Regions from separate parts of the Mus musculus genome. Here all the other regions are linked to region 2. The links are chromatin contacts, called in public ChIA-PET, HiChIP or PLAC-seq and promoter capture Hi-C maps. All regions are on one chromosome and are shown on one strand. The core of a region is the stretch at or near the end of the contact, and the rest is flanking DNA. Distances in the headings are between cores, read along the strand shown. Region 1 holds the start of Aqp6 (aquaporin 6). Region 2 holds the start of Dip2b (disco interacting protein 2 homolog B). Region 3 overlaps Slc11a2 (solute carrier family 11 (proton-coupled divalent metal ion transporters), member 2). Region 4 holds the start of Csrnp2 (cysteine-serine-rich nuclear protein 2). Region 5 holds the start of Slc11a2 (solute carrier family 11 (proton-coupled divalent metal ion transporters), member 2). Region 6 holds the start of Racgap1 (Rac GTPase-activating protein 1).

Evidence for each region. Promoter capture Hi-C pulls out the DNA fragments that hold promoters and counts their contacts. ChIA-PET counts read pairs in DNA pulled down with a chosen protein or histone mark. HiChIP or PLAC-seq counts read pairs in DNA pulled down with a chosen protein or histone mark.
Region 1: a contact with region 2 is called in a promoter capture Hi-C map of the SN4741 cell line, with 2.9 times the contacts expected there. The contact joins the promoter of Aqp6 here to the promoter of Dip2b in region 2. A contact is called at or near these places in 4 of 39 promoter capture datasets (the SN4741 cell line, embryonic stem cells, hippocampal neurons and 1 more), 1 of 15 datasets of contacts at CTCF or cohesin (embryonic stem cells), 2 of 484 Hi-C or Micro-C datasets (the N1E-115 cell line and embryonic stem cells) and 2 of 115 datasets of contacts at active chromatin or transcription factors (embryonic stem cells and microglia).
Region 3: an H3K27ac HiChIP or PLAC-seq map of microglia shows a contact between it and region 2, with 6 times the contacts expected there. The contact joins the enhancer-like site here to the promoter of Dip2b in region 2. A contact is called at or near these places in 8 of 39 promoter capture datasets (the 3T3-L1 cell line, the C10 cell line, embryonic stem cells and 4 more), 3 of 484 Hi-C or Micro-C datasets (the G1E-ER4 cell line, the HPC-7 cell line and muscle stem cells), 11 of 115 datasets of contacts at active chromatin or transcription factors (embryonic basal ganglia, embryonic forebrain, embryonic stem cells and 6 more) and 4 of 9 other capture datasets (adipose tissue, embryonic stem cells, liver and 1 more).
Region 4: a contact with region 2 is called in an RNA polymerase II HiChIP or PLAC-seq map of embryonic stem cells, with 26 times the contacts expected there. The contact joins the promoter of Csrnp2 here to the promoter of Dip2b in region 2. A contact is called at or near these places in 13 of 39 promoter capture datasets (the 3T3-L1 cell line, 3T3-L1-derived adipocytes, the C10 cell line and 8 more), 6 of 115 datasets of contacts at active chromatin or transcription factors (the NIH/3T3 cell line, embryonic forebrain, embryonic limb bud and 3 more) and 1 of 9 other capture datasets (embryonic stem cells).
Region 5: a contact with region 2 is called in an H3K27ac HiChIP or PLAC-seq map of embryonic stem cells, with 3 times the contacts expected there. The contact joins the promoter of Slc11a2 here to the promoter of Dip2b in region 2. A contact is called at or near these places in 13 of 39 promoter capture datasets (the 3T3-L1 cell line, 3T3-L1-derived adipocytes, cranial neural crest and 8 more), 6 of 484 Hi-C or Micro-C datasets (CD8 T cells, cardiomyocytes, embryonic stem cells and 1 more), 21 of 115 datasets of contacts at active chromatin or transcription factors (the 230-238 cell line, craniofacial prominence, effector CD8 T cells and 11 more) and 4 of 9 other capture datasets (adipose tissue, embryonic stem cells, liver and 1 more).
Region 6: a contact with region 2 is called in an RNA polymerase II ChIA-PET map of memory CD8 T cells, with 11 read pairs. The contact joins the promoter of Racgap1 here to the promoter of Dip2b in region 2. A contact is called at or near these places in 1 of 39 promoter capture datasets (hippocampal neurons) and 1 of 115 datasets of contacts at active chromatin or transcription factors (memory CD8 T cells).

Annotation. Positions count from the first base shown.
Region 1 is chr15:99,599,798-99,602,761 of GRCm38.p6, forward strand. It overlaps Aqp6 (aquaporin 6), which reads left to right and starts at 1,403. Exons shown (of 5, transcript NM_175087.5): 1 at 1,403-2,003; 2 at 2,792-2,950. The coding sequence starts at 1,611. Gm34765 (a long non-coding RNA gene) reads right to left here and starts at 1,745. Exons shown (of 5, transcript XR_875660.2): 1 at 1,641-1,745.
Region 2 is chr15:100,037,124-100,039,929 of GRCm38.p6, forward strand. Dip2b (disco interacting protein 2 homolog B) reads left to right here and starts at 1,541. Exons shown (of 38, transcript NM_001159361.2): 1 at 1,541-1,786. The coding sequence starts at 1,687.
Region 3 is chr15:100,404,495-100,407,692 of GRCm38.p6, forward strand. Slc11a2 (solute carrier family 11 (proton-coupled divalent metal ion transporters), member 2) reads right to left here. Exons shown (of 17, transcript NM_008732.2): 6 at 1,786-1,892; 7 at 1,250-1,320; 8 at 1,082-1,149. Among named protein-coding and RNA genes, the nearest start is that of Slc11a2, 17 kb to the right of the region's middle. Within about 2 kb of position 1,342, at least 25 of the 459 cell types and tissues checked have an H3K27ac peak or open chromatin away from gene starts, as enhancers often do. A contact at or near this core is called in the G1E-ER4 cell line and microglia, where this site is marked.
Region 4 is chr15:100,493,845-100,496,813 of GRCm38.p6, forward strand. Csrnp2 (cysteine-serine-rich nuclear protein 2) reads right to left here and starts at 1,395. Exons shown (of 5, transcript NM_153407.2): 1 at 1,190-1,395.
Region 5 is chr15:100,421,616-100,424,683 of GRCm38.p6, forward strand. It overlaps Slc11a2 (solute carrier family 11 (proton-coupled divalent metal ion transporters), member 2), which reads right to left and starts at 1,440. Exons shown (of 17, transcript NM_008732.2): 1 at 1,347-1,440. Gm5475 (predicted gene 5475) reads left to right here and starts at 1,578. Exons shown (of 3, transcript NR_040351.1): 1 at 1,578-2,629.
Region 6 is chr15:99,650,047-99,652,909 of GRCm38.p6, forward strand. Racgap1 (Rac GTPase-activating protein 1) reads right to left here and starts at 1,610. Exons shown (of 17, transcript NM_001253808.1): 1 at 1,461-1,610.

The DNA.
Region 1 (2,964 bases), core at 153-2,652, 440 kb before region 2:
ATATAGAACAAAATGTGATTCCTCCCCCTGAGGGCTGATCACCTTGTTTGGGAGACATAGTAACACCGTGGCAGGAGTGTGCTGACTTGTACATGGAAAGGCTTTAGGTATGGCGGCAACACACAGAGATGGCCTTAGGACAGAGCAGGTGGCGCTGGAAGCTGTCCTCCAGGATGGGTTAAGAGGTTCAGGCGAAGAGTACAGAAGGCTCTCCATGAAGGGGTGGGGGTGGGGGTGGAGATGGCAGGATGTTCATCCCAGGATGCCAGGGGACAAAGGAAGAAGGACGAGGGAGGCAGGAGGAATGGGGCCCCACAGGACCTTGTCATTCTGGCTTAGACCTCCAAAGAGGGTGGCAGAGACTGCAGCAGGACAGCAGCCGGCTGAGCACTGCTTTAAAAAACAAAACAAAACAAAGCATCATTCAGACCGCAGTGTGGAGGACTGAGGAGGGCAAAGTGAGGGCGGACCGGCTAAAGGCTGCACGGTGAGGAGGAGAGCCCAGCCGGGACCACTCGGGATTCAAAACTAGCAGAGTTCGATGCCTTCCTCTGGAAAGGGGTCAAAGACACTTCTTGGGTGCCACCAACTGCGCTGGAGAGAAGTGTGGGAGACAGGGAGGGTGGCATTTGGGGACAGACTCTGTTTGAGGAGCCTGCAGTTAACCAGGTGCAGCCAGGGTTAGGGCAGGATGCAGGTATTGCTTGGGCAGCTCCACAGAGGGAACACCTCTGTTTGAGAAATCTGATGCTACTGGGGAAGAGGCACGGTGACACTTTAGGATGACATAGCTATATAAGTAGATAACCCATCTGATGTAATAAATCATGGGGGTGGGGGGCTCTGAGAACAAGGTCCCGAAGGGAGGCAGAGAGGCAGGAAGTGAGGGAAAAAGCACAGGGGATCCCCCACCGGCGGACAGCAGAACTGTTCGGGCCACATGCAGCAGCTATCATGGTTTGAGCATCCGTGTGGTGAACCCCAGCTCCTTTCCACACCACCAGGACCACATCCTCAATCAAGTTGATTGCCCGTGCCTGAGACCTGGATGCCATGTTTTACGGGGGAATGGTGGAAAGAACTTAATTTCGCACCTGGGCTTATGGGGCACAGAATACACCCCACCATTTAAGAAGAAGAGACTAGGCAATTAGCACACAGGCACCCCTGCAGCAGGCCTTGGATGTGGGTTTCTCCATGATCTTGCTGGTCTCTAAGCTGACATTAGGGATCTGACTTCCACTCCCCAAGTCCCCAAGTCCCAGGCTAGACTTCTTTTGGCAGCCAGTCCCGGGAGGTTCCAGCTCAGTGCCCAGTGTTCCTCCTTACTGGCCTGGCCCCCTCCTGTCAGGTGAGCCCCGAGCTGGAACAGACACGTGAGCACTCTGAACCTCCCACCCCCAGACACGCACAATGCCATCAGCTGGCTCCCCATGAATCTGAGCAGCTTGTTTCTAAGGCCAGCAGTGTGCTGGGGGCACCTTAGCTGGCTGGGGAAGCTGCCACAGAAAGGGAGGCCAGGAGAGCTGGGGAGGGGTCAAGAGACCTGAGGGAACAGAACGAATCAGGGAGAAGAGGCAGCAGACCTGAAGGCAAGCAGGTGACAAGACATGGAGCCAGGGCTGTGTAGCAGGGCTTACCTTCTGGTTGGCGGGCTTTGGACCGCCATCAGCAAGGCGCTTTTTGCTGAGTTCCTGGCCACGGGGCTGTACGTTTTCTTTGGTGTGGGCTCTGTTCTGCCCTGGCCTGTGGCGCTTCCCTCTGTGCTCCAGATCGCCATCACCTTCAATCTGGCCACAGCCACAGCCGTGCAGATCTCCTGGAAGACCAGCGGGGCCCACGCCAACCCTGCTGTGACCCTGGCCTACCTCGTGGGATCCCATATCTCTCTGCCTCGGGCTATGGCCTATATCGCTGCGCAGCTGGCTGGGGCCACAGCTGGGGCTGCTCTTCTTTACGGGGTAACTCCAGGAGGTATTCGAGAGACCCTTGGGGTCAACGTGGTAGGTGCAAAGAGGCCCAGTCATGTGGCAGATGATAGGGCACCTGAGGGAGTCAGATGGTCACGGTGGGAGGCCAGACAGGAGGAAACAATGTAGCTATTCTGAGCTGCCCCGGGTTCCTCTCCCATTTAAGCATTCACCTAGGCCAGACAGAAATGGCAACATGGTGTGATAAACAGATGGGACACCGAGACAATACGAAGGGGAGGGAATCAGGGGCAGCTAAGAGCTGTCAGCGAGGAGCCAAGCTGGGCTTGAGAGGGAGAGGGAGAGGGAGAGGGAGAGGGAGAGGGAGAGGGAGAGGGAGAGGGAGAGGGAGAGGAGAGAGAGAGAAGGAGAGGGAGAGGGAGAGGGAGAGGGAGAGGGAGAGGGAGAGGGAGAGGGAGAGGGAGAGGGAGAGCCCTACCTAACTGGCCTTGTACTCTCTCTGTGTATCCTGCTGGTTTCTCTGTTTCCGAGGCCTGCTTCACTCCTCTCATCATCTTTGCTCCATCTGCTTCCACCTCTACCCGCAGCCCCTCCATTCTTCCCTCAAGCTTTTTCATCACTCCTTAACTTCTGAGGCACCGTTGAACCGCGGGCCTCACTCAATGGGAGAGTGGGAGACGTGTCAGGCACTTGCACGGGGAGCAGGCATCCGGATGCAATGCGAGCCGGCTGCACAGACCCCACAGACCTCCTTAGGGTCCTGCATCAGCCCTCAGCCGGGGAGAGTAGGAAGGACTAGGGAGTCTCACTGTCCTGTGCTCAGAGCCCAAGTCCACTCCAGTGCAATCCTCTCTGCTAAGGTCCACAACAGCACATCAACTGGCCAGGCGGTGGCCGTGGAGCTGGTTCTGACGCTGCAGCTGGTGCTCTGTGTCTTTGCTTCCATGGATGGCCGGCAGACCTTGGCGTCCCCAGCTGCCATGATTGGAACCTCTGTGGCACTGGGCCACCTCATTGGGGTAAGAGACAAAGG
Region 2 (2,806 bases), core at 291-2,790:
GGAGCACCTTGGAAAGAAAGAGACACTAGGATCCCCTCAGGCTGTGTGTGCCACCCCCCCCCCCCCCATGCACACAGTGGGGAAAAAAATCATAAATCAGTTGTCTCCCTGTGACAAAATTTCAATACTAAACACAAAAGTTACAATGTAAAATAAAGATCTTAATAGTTTTTGGTAAGAATACAGGAATGTAAAATTTGAAATGTAAATAAAGAAAATAATAATAATAAAAGAGGGGAAAAAGAATACAGGGATTTTTTTTTTTTGGCCTTCCTTATATATACTAAACTAGAATGAGTACTTTTGGACTACATATAGGTTACATACTGAGGTGGCTAAAAAAAAAAAAAAAAAAGCTATCCCCAACTCCCCATCAAGCTAGGGCACGTCTTTGATTCCAACACTCAGCAAGGAGGCAGATGAAAGTGGATCTTTGTCCTTTGTCGGTTGAGTAGAGAGTTCCAGGTCAGGCAAGACTGCATAAAGAGATGTCTTTCTTTCTTTCTTTCTTTCTTCTTCTTCTTCTTCTTCTTCTTCTTCTTCTTCTTCTTCTTCTTCTTCTTCTTCTTCTTCTTCTTCTTCTTCTTCTTCCTCCTCCTCCTCCTCCTCCTCCTCCTCCTCTTCTTCCCCTTCCCCTTCCTCTTCCCCTTCCTCTTCCTCTTCCTCTTCCTCTCCTCCCCCTCCCCTCTCCGTTCCTCGCTCCTCCAGACAGGGTCTTAACTGTGTAGCCCTGGCTGAATAGGAATTCACTATGTAGACCAGGCTGGCCTCAAACTCAGAGATTAGCCTGCTTCTGCCTCTTGTGTGCTGGGATAAAAGGCGTGCACCATTATACCGAATGCGGTGTATGTAGCCGTGTGTGTAGAGGTCTGCAGAGGTCCTCAAGCTGGCATTAGACGCCCAGTGCTGAGAACTGAGCTTAGGCCTTCTGCAGAAGCAGCCAGCGATTGTAACAATGAAACCATGTCCCCAACCCCTATTCCCACAGAAGTTCTTTTTATAAGTCTTTAGGAGTCAAGGCAAGATGAAGCAAGTTCGACTGTGATCTTTTTTCTTGTGTTTTGAGACAGGTCTCATGTAGCCCAGGCTGGCTCTCACTGAGGAGAGAATGACCTTGAACTTCAGATCCTCCGGTTTCCACCTCCTGAGTGCTGGGATTACAAGAAGCACCGAAAAAGAAATCAAAGAGTTGTTGGCAGGCATAATCCAGAATCTGGGGTAGATGAAGGATGTGGCCTGTAGGCAGGTCCATCAGGGAAAATGGGGGAAAAGACATGACAGATGCATGCTCTCCCGAGTGAGAGGGACTGGAAGAAGTAAGGGCAACGTCCCGGAGTCCTCTTGCTTGAGAGTTTGTGGAAGGTAGGCGTCATATGCAGCAGGTGCCGCATCTTCCCAAGGAGAGCAGAGCAGGCGACGGCAGCCTGCGCTCTCCAAGATCCGCGGTAGAGGGCGCTGTAGCCACGCCCGTCCTGCGTCTCCGGGGCGGGACGAGCTCCAGGCCGGGGGGCGGGGCCGCACGCTCACGTGACCCTCGCTCATGGCGGCGGCGGCGGCGGCGGCAGCGGCAGCGCCGGCGGCTCTCGGCGGCTGGAGCCGGATCCTGTAGCCGGGGTGTGGGCCCGCGTCAGTCCGTCCCTCCTTCGGCCCCCTCTCGTCTTCCGGAGTGTGGCTGGCGCAGCCGCGATGGCGGAGCGAGGCCTGGAGCCGTCGCCGGCCGCGGTGGCCGCGCTGCCCCCCGAGGTGCGGGCGCAGCTGGCTGAGCTGGAGCTGGAGCTGTCTGAGGGTAGGCGAGCGCGCGGCGGGCCGGGCGAGCGGGCGAGCGGGCGGCGGCCTGTGGGCGGCTGGGCTGGCGGGGCTCGCCGCTCCCCACCCGCGAAGCGCGGCTGGGCTTTCATTGTTGTCCCTGGGGGGCCCCGCAGGACCCGGGGACGGGTCAGCTGGAGACAAAGCTGCGCCCTCCGGCTGACACCTTGCCCCTCTGCTGCCTTGCTCCCGAAGGGCCGCTCGCCTGTCCCCTCGCTCCGGCTTCAGAACGAGGCGCAGGGGGACGCCGCAGCTGCACGTCTTCCTGCTTCTCTAACAATGCGAGGTGCCTCACCAGTGACAGGCGTGAGAAAGGAGCGGGGGAGCCATTGAGGGTCCGAGGGAGGTCGGAAGCGGTGGCGCTAACCCAGAGACCCCCCGATCCGCTGCCTCTAGACCGCCTCTGTCCTTGGGAGCAGCAGGCTTTTCTTGCCACCTGCATTCAGTCTAGGTTTTCCTATCTGGTCACCTTTTGGAGTCTTTGTAGAGGTGGCTACCGGGTACATGCAAATCCTGGCCGGCACCCTCTTTCTTTTGACAATGGATTGGTACAGGGAGGGTTGGGTTTGTGTAGATAATTTCAAACATGGACTAAATCTGGGCTCTGTTACAAGAGAAGTGCCTTGGATAACAATGAGGACCTCAATGCCGGCTGTGGGCATGTGGTCAGGCGAATGTGCTGTGGAGATCAGCTTCTCTGTAAAGTTCCTGTTTTTATCGCAGGCGGCCTCTGAACAAAAGCAGCATTTTCTCCGCGCTTGGTTTCCGTACACTTCGCTGATGTCTCCAGAGTTGCATATTGTTGAATTCCTTGCCAAAGACCCTCCCCAGTATTTTTCAAGTTCACTAAAAACTGTTGATTGGAAAAGAGTAAGGAATGTGATCAAGTTCCCAGGAGCGTTCTAGTTCCGACTTTTTGTTAACTTGTCACGACACTGGGCTTTTTCAAACCTTTTTGAGAATCACTTATAGTGAAAAGCCAGAAGTGCGTTTGAGTGTC
Region 3 (3,198 bases), core at 92-2,591, 370 kb after region 2:
TTTTCTGAATATGTTACATTACACTTTAAAAAGTACAGTGAAGATGTGCAGAGAACACAGTGTTCTGAGGTAAGGAGCTAGGGAAGGTCTGGCTGCCGTTATCTGCATCACTGTAGCTGCCGACACAGGCCCAGCAACTACAGTCCAGGTCTACCCCACGCTGCTCTTCTCTGCCCATCTGGAAGTCAGCGATGCTGCCTGCTGTGAGGATGTGGGAGTGGGTTGTCTCCGAGCACACGGGTGCCGGGAAGAGGGGGCAGGTTGTCTCTGAGCACATGGGTGTGCAGGGGTGGGGCTCAGGTTGTTCCCGAGCACTGCTCACTCCAACTTCCTCTTGGGTCAGGATTCCTCTTGAAAGACAGGCTAGAATTCTCTTGGGACAATCTGGGAAAACTAACCTCACAGACTAGATATCTGTTTAATGTCTAAGCAGGCCCATATGTAAAAACCAGTTTATAACAACTGGACATTAAAAAGGGTACAAATAATGGTATTGATCCCTAGGGATGGGTAAGGAACAAGCCAAGAAAATCATTGTCACCTATACCTCATCAATAGTTTCTTGTCTTACTCTGCGCCCTGGCTGCCCTGGATCCAACTCTCCAGGTAGATCAAGTTGGCCTCACACTCAGAGACCAGGCTGTCCCAGCTCCTGAGCAGAAAAGGTGTGCACCGCCCTGTCCAGCTCACCATCACTGCTTTAATACAGGAAAGTCAGGCTGTGATTAATTTTGGCCAAGGTAAGCACAAACAGAGTGTCTTTGAGCTGGCAGTCAGCAATGACCCCACAGCCTCCTCGTTACCCACTCTAAAGCTGTTCTATGTCAGGGTGGCTAACCTCGGACCAAAAACTGCACTCCTGAAAGGTTCTGTGGAGTCTAGTCATTTCTGATGCCCCAAAAAGTCTCCTCAGGCCTTCTTGCACATGAATCCTTGCCATAGACTATATCCCTTCCAGAGCAGCCCAGAAGTACCTGGCTTTTTGCTGATTCTGCCATTATTGCTTTTATAATAAAAGATTACAAATGAGACAAAATGAAGCTTTGTTTTAAACAGTTAACCAACAGCCTGCAGCACTTGCCTCATATCCAAACGTGAGGGCCATGATAGTGATGAGAAAGCCAAAAAACGCTTCCAGCTTCCGCAAGCCTGAGGGGGAAGTGCAGAAGTGAGCAGGGAGGCCAGTCCTCCCCACAGCCGTGTGGCCGAAGCTGCCGGCTGGGACTCACCCACCTGCCCCAGGCCTTACCATATTTGTCCAAAAAAAGAAACACAAAAGTGTCTGCGATGGTGATGAGGACTCCGCCCCACAGGGGGACCCTGGGTTAGAGACAAGAAGAGAGACTAAAAACCCAGGGACGATTTCTTCACACCCTGTCCAACACCAAACACCAGGGAAAGCTAGGTCCTGAGGAGGAGCAACAGTGGCTGAGAGGCGGCAGCTGCTGAAGCCCATCCACTGGAGCTCTCCCTGAGAGCTTGCTGTGTCAGATGTGTGGGACACAGCTGAAAAGCACACATCATATGCAGAAGGACCTCACTGTGCAGTGGAATAAGCAGCCTTGCAAATAATTAACTGTGCCACAGAACGCTGCATCCTCCATTTAAATAGAAGTGCATACAACCCAGCCAGGGAATGGAAGATGCATGCTACGTCTGCTGGGAGATAAGGCGGCTCCAGACTAGTTGAACCTTGAACACTAAAGGGTTGGCTTTTCATTTCCACTCTGGCTTTGGAACCCAGCTTAGTACTGACAATGTTCTAGAGGGAAGTCCCACCCCCACCTTCCTGCAGACAGGAGATTGATGGCGATGGCTGAGCCAATGACTTCCTGCATGTCAGAACCAATGATTGCCAACTCCACCATCAGCCACAGGATGATCCGTGGGACCTACAAAACAAAGAGTGGTTCTGATAAGAACTTTCTCCGTTCAGAATTCAGATTTTTGTCACAGACTGGAGAACTCCCAGAACTCAGCCCTACACAGCCACAGAGTAGAAAAGTACTTCCTGTGGGAGACTGTGAAGCAGGGTCAGGGAGCCAACCCAGCTCTTCAGGAGAAGAATGGGGTTTCTATTCATCATTTCCCACTTACTCTCTTGCCTAAAAACAAGCTAAAAAGCTACAGAGGAAAATAAATATACAAATATGCTCAAAATGGGAGTCAAGAGAGAAATGAGAAATTAAAGCCTCTAACTCGCCCATAACTATGACTATAAAACAAACACGGGACAGACTTTATCATCTTGAATTTAATAACAACACACAAAAAGTGAAAAAGGTATTGAAGGGGCTTGGCTTAGAAAGATGGCTCCGTGGCTAAAAGCATGTACTGCTCTTGCAGAAGATGAAAAGACTAAACACCAGCTCCCAGCACCCATGTCTGGCAGCTCACAATTCCTTCAAGGGTCCAGCCTCCACCCACCCCACCTCCAGCCTTTGAACCTCTGCAGACAGCCACACTCATATGCACATACAGAAATACATACATACATACATACAATCTTACAAAATAAAAATAAGTCTCTTTTTAAAAGTGATCAGAGTAAACGTTCAGAATAGACAGAAAACAGCAAACAAGGAAACTAGCTCTGGACCAGCAGATGAGTGGAAAGGCAAACTGAGTTAGTGTTGGTTTACTGGCGCTAGAAAGCCTGCTGATACTAAATACAAAAAGTGTCCTGTCACATTACCTAGTAAATGTGCACAAAGAAAAAGAAACTAAAGGGAATTATAAAACAGCAAAATCTTCTAAAACATTGGTAAAAATTTATCACACATGGTGGCCACGCCTACACCACCAACACTTGGGATCCAGCAGGATGACCAAGGGTTCAAGAACATCCCAAGCTACAGAGAGGGAGAGTGACAGTCAGTTAGACAGACATACACAGAGACAGACTTACTGACTGACTGATGACTGACTGACCAACCAACCAGCCTAGGAGAATCGAGAAGAAAAACCACAACACAAAACCACCATGCTCACAGTCAGAAACGACTTCAGCATTCAGGGCACACTCAAGGGAGGCCCGCTTCATATCCAAGATAAACTAACTTAAAACTGTTCTCAGCCACGGGCCTGACTTTAGTCTGCAGGACCACCTGCCCCCAGGGTCTTCCAATCGCAGTCATTCACATAGGTGGTGGTAAGGCACGCAGAAGGAAGAAACAAGGCAGAATAAGCTGATAATAT
Region 4 (2,969 bases), core at 145-2,644, 460 kb after region 2:
GCAGCGAGGCTCCTGTTATACCGCAACACTGTAACACTTGAGTACGATGCCCTACCTTGTTCCCCCTTTCTAAGATACTGTGGGTGATTCGCAAATACTATCTTATGGCTCTACGTGTCCTTGCGATCCCCAAGATCGTGGAAGTGGGAAGACACTCGGTGTAAACCTCCTCCTTAAGCTAGGTATTTAAAGAAGGCCCCTTCCCTCCTCTACTCCCCAGGTTGTCCCCGTTTAGGTTAGAATTCGGCTTCCTACATTAAAGCCACATCCTAGAAGACACAGAGCTTTGTGAGAGACCTGGAACATGATGCCGCATTAACTCTCCTCGGAAGGATATCGCCATTTATAACTCTCCCACACACCAACACCCTGGTTTTGGATATCTGTAAAATTTAAAGCCACCAAAGAAAAGGAGAATGTGAATCGGCTGGGGTTCTAACCACGAAAACTGGAGGACACGGGGAACAGTGTCATCTCTTGGGGATAACTTCTAACCTTTCATACTGAAGAATGGTTTCTGTGTCACACTGTCACTCTCAACCCTTCTAAAAGGGTGAATCAAGACCATAGCACTCAAAGGATGGATGGCAGGCGGCTGCGTGTTTAGGCCTGCGAAAAGGATCAAGCTAGCACCCGGGACAAGTGATGCTCTCATTTTTGCACACAACGCCAGAAAAAATGGGAGACATCGGGAATCAGAGCAGAAGGGACATGCCAAGTCACCAGTTCCCCTCAGCACCGCTGAAGAACCCTTCCGCTCTCAACCCATGGATTCCCGCTAACCTTCCCGCTCATTTCCATCTTCTGCAGTCCCCACAGCCTTCCACATCCTCCTGCCTGCTACTCACAAATTCCCAACCACTCCTCCCACATTTTCCTCCAGGCCCCCTCCCCTTCCTTCACTTCCCTCCATCCTACATCACTGCCCACTCCATTCCGAACTCAGCCGTCAGCCGCAATCCAGCCGGCTTCCAAGCCGCCCATCCATCCCTCGAGCTAGCCTGCAGCCCGACCCGCGTCCCCGGCGCCCCTAGCTCTCACGCCTCTTCCCAGAGGCGCCTCGGCTCCCCGCCCCCCGCCTCCTTAGTCCGCACAGCTCGGCGCCGGAGCGCTGCTCCACGGCTGCCCGAGAACTGCTGCCAGGCAAGGACGAGGCGGACCCCTCCTCCCCGCACCCCAGGCCCATTACCGGCCCCGCCGCAGCCGCTTCTCCCGTCACGGTCTCCGCCGCCCCCGCTGCCTACTCAGCCCGTGTGCAAGGAGGGGAGACCGAGGCGTGCCGGCTCCCAGGCCCGTCGCGTGGCTCTCGGGGCTGCAGGGTGTGTGGGCCGGCCGGCAGGCGGCGGGGGTCGGGCGGCTCTGCACTCTGGCTCCCCGGGCAGCGAAGACCAGAACCGTCCCGGCTCCGGCTAACAATAGGCTCCGGCTGCAGCGCTCTGCCTCTTATAGGCGCCGGCGCGTCGCGGCCGAGGCCCGGGGCAGCCTGGGAAATGGAGTCTACACTTGGCCCACACCCAAGGCATGCCGGGAGTTGGAGGCGGCCAGTGCCCAAAAGCCCTCGCCCACCCTGGAACATTCGCGGCGGACCCCGGAGAGCGCCTGTAGGGCAGTTGCCCGCCTTGAAGCGGGAGGCTGCGGATCCTCGGCTACACTTCCTCGCACCAGAACCTCACCCCATGCCTGGGGAACGTGATTCTCACGGGGTTGTCCCATATGACTTGCTGCAGCTGGCCTAATTTATAAGAGAAATTATGAGCAATGACCTATCTATTTATATGATGGATCGATTTCAACATTTTTCCCACCCCAAACGGGGTCTCTCTACATGGCTCTGGCTGCCCTGGAACTCACACTATTCCAGGCTGGCCTCGAACTGAAGAGATCCACCTGCCTCTGCGTCCTGAATGCTGGATAACGGCGTGCGCCACTATACGGGCTGATTTCTTCACATTCTTAAATTTTTCTTTTCTTTTCTTTTTTTAATTATTGTCTCTGATAATCACAGTTTTGCAGTTCATCTTTAAAGTGGGCAAAATATGGACCAAAAAGTTATAGCTCTGGCTGTCCTGGAACTCACTTTGTAGACAAGGCTGGCCTCAAACTCAGAAATCTGCCTGCCTCTGCCTCCCAAGTGCTGGGATTAAAGGCGTGTGCCACCACGCCCGGCTTACCTTTACAATCTTATGCCAACCAGCCATACGTTGGTTCAGTTAGTAACTATTCAGGTCTTCATATTAGAGAGGTAATACATTACACACACACACACATACACACACACACACACACACACACACACACACACCGTTTGGTTTTGAACAGGGTCTTTTTAGCTCAAGATGGTTTTGAATTTGTTTATTTGAGACAGGGTTTCTCTGTGGCGTTGGCTGTCCTGGAACTCCCTCTGTAGACCAGGCTGGCCTTGAACCCCAAGATCTGCCTGCCTCCCATTTTAAAAGCCTGCTTTAGCTTCTTAAGTACTGGAATGAGAGCCATGATTTGAAATAACTGCTTCTTTTGGTCTCTTTATTTCCTTGGCATCACTACCACTTGTATTTGTTGTTTTTTAGTCTTCTGTCTTGACTGGATTCCATGGAACTTGAATTGAAGAGTTGTTTATTTATTGTATTCTCAATACCAGGTTTTTAAAATCTGGTTATTTGACATTTAGGAGCACAGTGAGTATTTATTGGCTAGGTGGATGCACGACAGGATTAAACTTTATGTAGGGTGTGTGTGTGTGTGTGTGTGTGTGTGTGTGTGCTATTCAAATCTTTTCATGAAAAAAGCGCCATAAGTTCTAAATCCCAGTACATTTTTGCATATGACCAGGAAAATATAAAGCCAGCGCGACTGGCTACAATGTTCTCTCACCTTTGGAGCTGAGACACTGAGCGGCTTTGAAAAAGTGCTATGAATTCCAGTTTTCTTCATTATGTGACAACAGAGACAACACCACAAAGGGAGAAACA
Region 5 (3,068 bases), core at 190-2,689, 380 kb after region 2:
ACAGCCTAAAACGTTACTTAACCACCCCATTCAATAAACTCAGCAGAAGCCAAGTTTGAGTGGTAAAAGTCTGTGATCTCAGCAGAGGCAGGAGGATCACTGTAAGCTAGAGGACAATTTGGTCTACACTGCAAGTTCAAGGCCAGTTAACGAGAGGTAGCCAGATCTAGTCTCAAAAAGACAAAGAGTAAGAAGGTACTGTCAGCACCTTGCATCTCTTCACCTGTAATTAGATGCACTTGCAGACTAACAGTATGGCTAGAAAGCCTTGCCTGGAGGACCTTTGGCAATAGCCCAGGGGACTCAGGGCAAAGACTACTGAGAAGGTTAAAGTCTTTAAGGAAACAGCAGGCACAAGCAAGCAGTAATTTAAAAAAAAAAAATACCGGTCAGCAGGAGACTGCCCTAAGCACTTTACCTGTATTAACTAACAACACCAACAGCCCTGACAGACCCAACCTTCACCACCACCACCACCACCACCCCATCCCCCCACCCCACCTTTAAGTGTGGACCGCAGGAAAGCTTAAGGAGCCTGAACCAAAAGTTAACACAGCCAAGAAGTAAGGAGACTTGGTCAGGGTGGAGAATGCCACGGTGGACAACGTGGACAGTTTCCCGTGGTTTCCCCACGGGTCACATGGAAGCTCTCGGATGCCCACCGGCCCTCACCAGCTCTTCTCCCATATTTTGCTTTTGCTGCCTTAAATCACACCGTTGAAAACCAAGGGATAACCGAGTGTCTCCATTTTATACAGCGGAAACTCTACTTCTGAGGATGCCCTTCCAAATATGATGTATCCAAGAAACGGACAAAGAATCCAAAGGTGGAATATCAAACAAATGAGTTTGCAAACTACCCGGCCTAGGACGCCGCTGAGAAGGGGAGTATCCATCGCGTGCAAGTGTCCCTGAACGAGGCCTTGGAAGGCGCAGGGTCCCAGGCTGCACACACAGCCGGACAACCGAGCAGCACTCAACCGCGAGGCCTGAGGCCTTCGGGCAGACCGCGCAGCTCCCGCAGCCGCTGGGCTGACAGGGCGCTGCGCTGCAGGGCACCCGGGGCTCCGGGAGGGCACTGCGGTCGCACCCCCCGGCCGGCCGGCCGCGGAAGGGTGGTCCGGTGTCCCGGGTGGCGGTGAAGAGCCGAGGCCCGTGATCGTCGGCGCCTATGCTGAGCCGGGAGCCCTCCCGGTCTCCTCGGGATACCGGGTTCCCTCCCCGGGCTCGCCGCTGCGCCCTCCCCGCAGGCTGCTCCAGCCCCGTAGGTCGCCGTCCGAGCCCCCTCGCACGCCCGCGCACAGCGGGCCGCCGTAACCCCTGACCCTGCCAGCACCCCGGCTTACCGGCTCCGCCACCTCCACACACGCCGCGCCGGCGACTCCATATCCCAGGAGCCAGCGGCGACCCAGTCAACCTCCTGCCCTCCCGTGATTGGCCGGCCGGGCGGGAGCCCCCCTCTCCTGATTGGCTGGACTCCTGCAGCTGCGGGATTGCGTGGCCGGCGGACCGGGAACGGAGGCTCCGCCCATCCGAGCTGCCTGGGGGCGGGGCCTGAGCGGGGGCGGGGCTGATCCGGAGGCGTGATTCCGCCGGGCGCGCCACGGTCCTCGCAGTTCAAACCTTCGGCGTTCTTATATTGGCAACTCCCATCCCCGGAATGCTCGGGACATATACATTTTTGTCATAGTTCCCGCCACTTCCTTTTAGGCAGCTACACGCCTTTTTCCTCCTAAGAGATGATAACTCCGAGAAACAGCTACACTCGATCCTAAGGCGCCATGGCAGTCCCTATTAGCTTCTTGAGCCACTGCTCGGTGCCCACTGACGCGCCAAGAACACCCCACGCCTGGGAGGAACCGAGAAACTTCGACCAGTGGAGCCAGTTCGGCTGCACCCGTCGTCCTACTCCCAAGACTCACAGTGATCCCACCTGGCTCTGTCTCTTCTCCACACATTTTATCCTGCCTGCCCCCAAAACAGTCCCACTCCATCCCCGGCCTCAGCCTCACCTCTTCGCAGTTTTATGACCTGACAACCCCCCGCCCCAAGTTGCCACCGAAAAGGACTTCTCGATTTCCCCTACAACAGTATAGATGACAGCCCTGTTTTCTTCATATAGAAACTGCCGGGAGAAATGTTCATTATTTGGTAAGAACGGAGATAGGAAGAAAGGGTAAACCCTAAAGATGGAAACTTTAAAAAAAAAAAAAAAATGACAGCAAAAGCAAACAGAAAGGCCCCTGGCTGGGGCTGCTGCTCTTCATACAGAATCGTCACCTGAAAGAAGAGAAACTACAAATTAATCTTGGCCGCCTCTCCAGCTCATCCGTGGCGTTGGAGAAAGGCTTCTTAAATGCCTTCGAGCCCAGAACCTTTCTTCTGGGACCTTCCGCTGCATCTAGAAAAGAAAGGGGCGAGATCTGTTTGTGTCAGCGTCCAGGTGTGCTCCTCGGCTGGCCAGCGTCCCTGGGCTGTGGCCACTTACTTAGCTCACAGTTGGGAGCAGCTGCTGCCGCCCTTGGCTGCTTCTTCCCCATGGTGCAGGACTGGTTTGGCTTTTCAGAGCAGCGCAGCCTCTATATATGCAGAGGAGTACGCCTCCCCTTGGCTAGAGAGAACACTTAAGGTAGGTCAACACTGAGGGAAAAATTTCAAACCGCACCCTTCAAAGCATAATCAAATTTCATCTTTGACCGGCCATGAGAAGGAGGAATTGTATTTCTGCCACTCCTAGTTATTAGTAAAAATTAATTGAGTTAAAAGTTTTCTTCTGAGATTTCATTTATGTGCCATTCGGCAGGGCAGGACGTGGAGGCGGGCAGTGGGTGCCCTGGCGGTAATGTAGTAAAGCCTTTTGTCTGGAGGCCACTCCCCTGGGAGTTGAAGCTGGGGTTCAGGGACTCACTCCACTGTAGATGAGCAGAGGACTCTGTCCCTGTGAGAAGGGAGGTGGAACCAATTAACCCGAAGCCTTGACAGCCCACATCCATTTTCCACTCAGTACGTGCCACACTGAAGTGATTATAAGACTTCAAAGTAAAGGTGAAAACGCCACCTGGTCTCTC
Region 6 (2,863 bases), core at 360-2,859, 390 kb before region 2:
GAGTGATCTTTAGCTCCACTAACACACCAGACACCTCCTTGTGACTATCAGATGAAATTTTGGCCTGAATTACCTTTCACCCGGAGAATGGCAGCACACACCTTGAATCCCAGTGCTTAGGAGACATAGAGGTAGGCAGATCTCTGTGAGTTCCAGGCCAGCCTGGTCTACAGAGTTCCAGGACATACAGAGCTGTTACACACAGCAAAACCCTGTCTCAGAATAGAAATAAAAACAGAAACAAACACACACCTACCTTTCATCAACCCAAAAGCCAAGTTGACCAGCAGACAGCACTGAAGTCTAACACAGCATAAGAGTCCCTATCTTTACTGCACCCTGGCAGCCTGACATGCAGCCTCATCAGTCCACAGAGGTTTTAAAGGTTAGTAGAAGACAGTCTTACGTGAAATTACATGTACAATTGTGCTGGCCTGTAGCTCAGCTGATACCATGTCTCTCTAGCATGACAAGCCCCTGGTTTCTGTCCTCAACACAGCAAATACTGAGAATGGCAGATCACACATGTAATCTCCAAGTTATCCTGTAATGCCTGTAATCCCAGCACTCCAAGGACAGGAGGCTCAGAAGTCCAAGGTTATCCTTGGCTACAAGAGGCCAGCCTGGGCTACATAAGACACTACCACACATACACGGAGTCCAGTTTATTTAGGAGTGATAGAACTTTAAAAGGTAAACAGTAAATCCAATAACCTTCCGATACACTATTGGGAGTACTGCAGTCAGTCTCTCCCCCTCTTCCTCTCTTTCTTCCTCTCTTTCTGAGGCACAAAAACAAAGCTCTCATTCCAAGGGAAATGAGTGAGCCAAATATAAGTGACCCTGGCTAGTGAACATGAATCCAGAATACCAAAATACTACGTTGTGATATAACCATTCTCACTACGTTTTATAGTTAAGAACAAGTCTTAGCTTTTCTGTTGGTGGAAGCTGTTCATATAAATTAATACACCCCAAAGGGTTTCACATGCAAATCACAGAACAGTAGGTAGGTCAGTGACAGAGGTGGGCAATAAATTATTAAAAGGGGGGGGGGCCTGGAAAAAAAAAATCACCCGAGATAGGCTCCGAATTTGCAACATTCCAACTCTCCACAACTAGGGATGTTCTAATGAGCCTTGTGGGAGACAGCCTAGAAGGTAGAGGCTCTCCACGTCAGGCCGCCGGGTTCCCCAAACACCTGATTTCTCCCTCAAAAGAGACTGTTCCTCGGAAAAGGGTATGAGGGGGCTCTCCCCGCCATTCCCACGCCCGGCACTGGGGCTCGCCAAGACCACCTTGAGGGAACCACACCCGCACCCGGCCGGCCACGCCTCAAAAGGACGCCCCGACTTTGCAAGGAGCGCCACGCCGAGAGCAGCCGGGTCCCGCCGCCCCCTCCCCTCGCCCGCCTCCCCGCCGCCCGCTCGCTCGCTCGCTCGCGACCTCGACCGGCTTACCGAGGCTCCCGGCCCCGCGCACACGCAACCCCGTCCGGCCCGCGGCGCTCACTCTCCGGCCGCCGCGCCCCAGGAGGGCTGCTGTCTACCAGCGACGCGCCTCACTAACGGCAGTGTAAAACCGCGCCGCCAGATCCGGTTCAAAATCACGCACCAGCCAATCACAGAGGAGCTCATAATCACGAAGACGCAAGTGTCAGGGCCAGGGGGCGGGCGCAAAACGGAATGGGCATGCGCATTACATTAGCGAGACGCCCGAAAGGCGGCCATTTTGACTAAGGGCACACACACAATTTTGCGGGAGTAGTGGGTGTTTCGTGGCCCGTGTAGGACTCACATTCCAGGCTCCAGCTTCCTTTCTTGCAATTATCCTAATGACCTGTTGACTAATTGCATATTATTTCTTGCCTCCTGTTTCCCCACGCAGTCAAATAGGACCCTTGGAAACTAATAACTGAATAGTTTTCGGGTCTCACTGTAGAATAGGAAGAATTCCAGAAGGAGACAGAGCAGCAATCATTTTAACCATATTTACTGAGCTATAATTATCCCTCCATTCATTCACGCATTCATTCAGACTTCTATTTGATGCACAGTAAGTATGCCAACTTCATAGCAAGCACTCTGCTAGGAATCAGAAAAAAATACCGATCATGTGGTCTCTGCTTTCCAGTAGCTATGAATGGGGGAAGACAGCTCAAGAAAACAAATAGAAATGCAAAATGAAGTGTTATAATTCCATTTAATAAGTGGCACTTAAAATTTGGCGTCGTATTGGTACAGAGGCTTTGAAACTTTGAAAGATCTGGACCCAACATCAGAAATGCCTTTTACGTACACCAGCAAACTATTCATCTTAATCTATTAGTGTGTTCCCAATGTTTCTGTTCCTTTTTTTGTTATGTCTCTGTGTTGGTGTCCCTTCCTTCCTGAATTTACTAATTACTGGTAGGTGTGGCTACTAGCAACTTGACAAAATACTGGCTAGCTAGAGTTTACTAGAAACAGTGATCCAGGTACACCCCTTTAACCCCAGCACAGCAGAAGCAGATTTCTGTAAGTTCAAGGCCAGCCTGGCCTGCCTCAGAAGTCTAACCACCAAGGGAACTGAGCCCTTCCTCGAACTCTTTACAACCGTGGTATTTTCAAAGGCAGTTCTGGGTGGGTGTGGTGGCACACACCCGAAACCCCAGCACTTAGGGCGTGGAGGCTGAGGGATTAAGACCAGCCTCTGCTACTTAGTTTCACACCAGCCTAAAACAAACAAAAAATCAGATCCAACCATGGCTCTTCCTTGCTGAAAACCATTAACCGTTTCACTTCTCCTCCTTAAAAAAAGATCAGGGTCTTTAACAGGGCTCCCCTAACCTGGGCTTCCGGGCTCTCCAGCTGCCCCTCCTGAC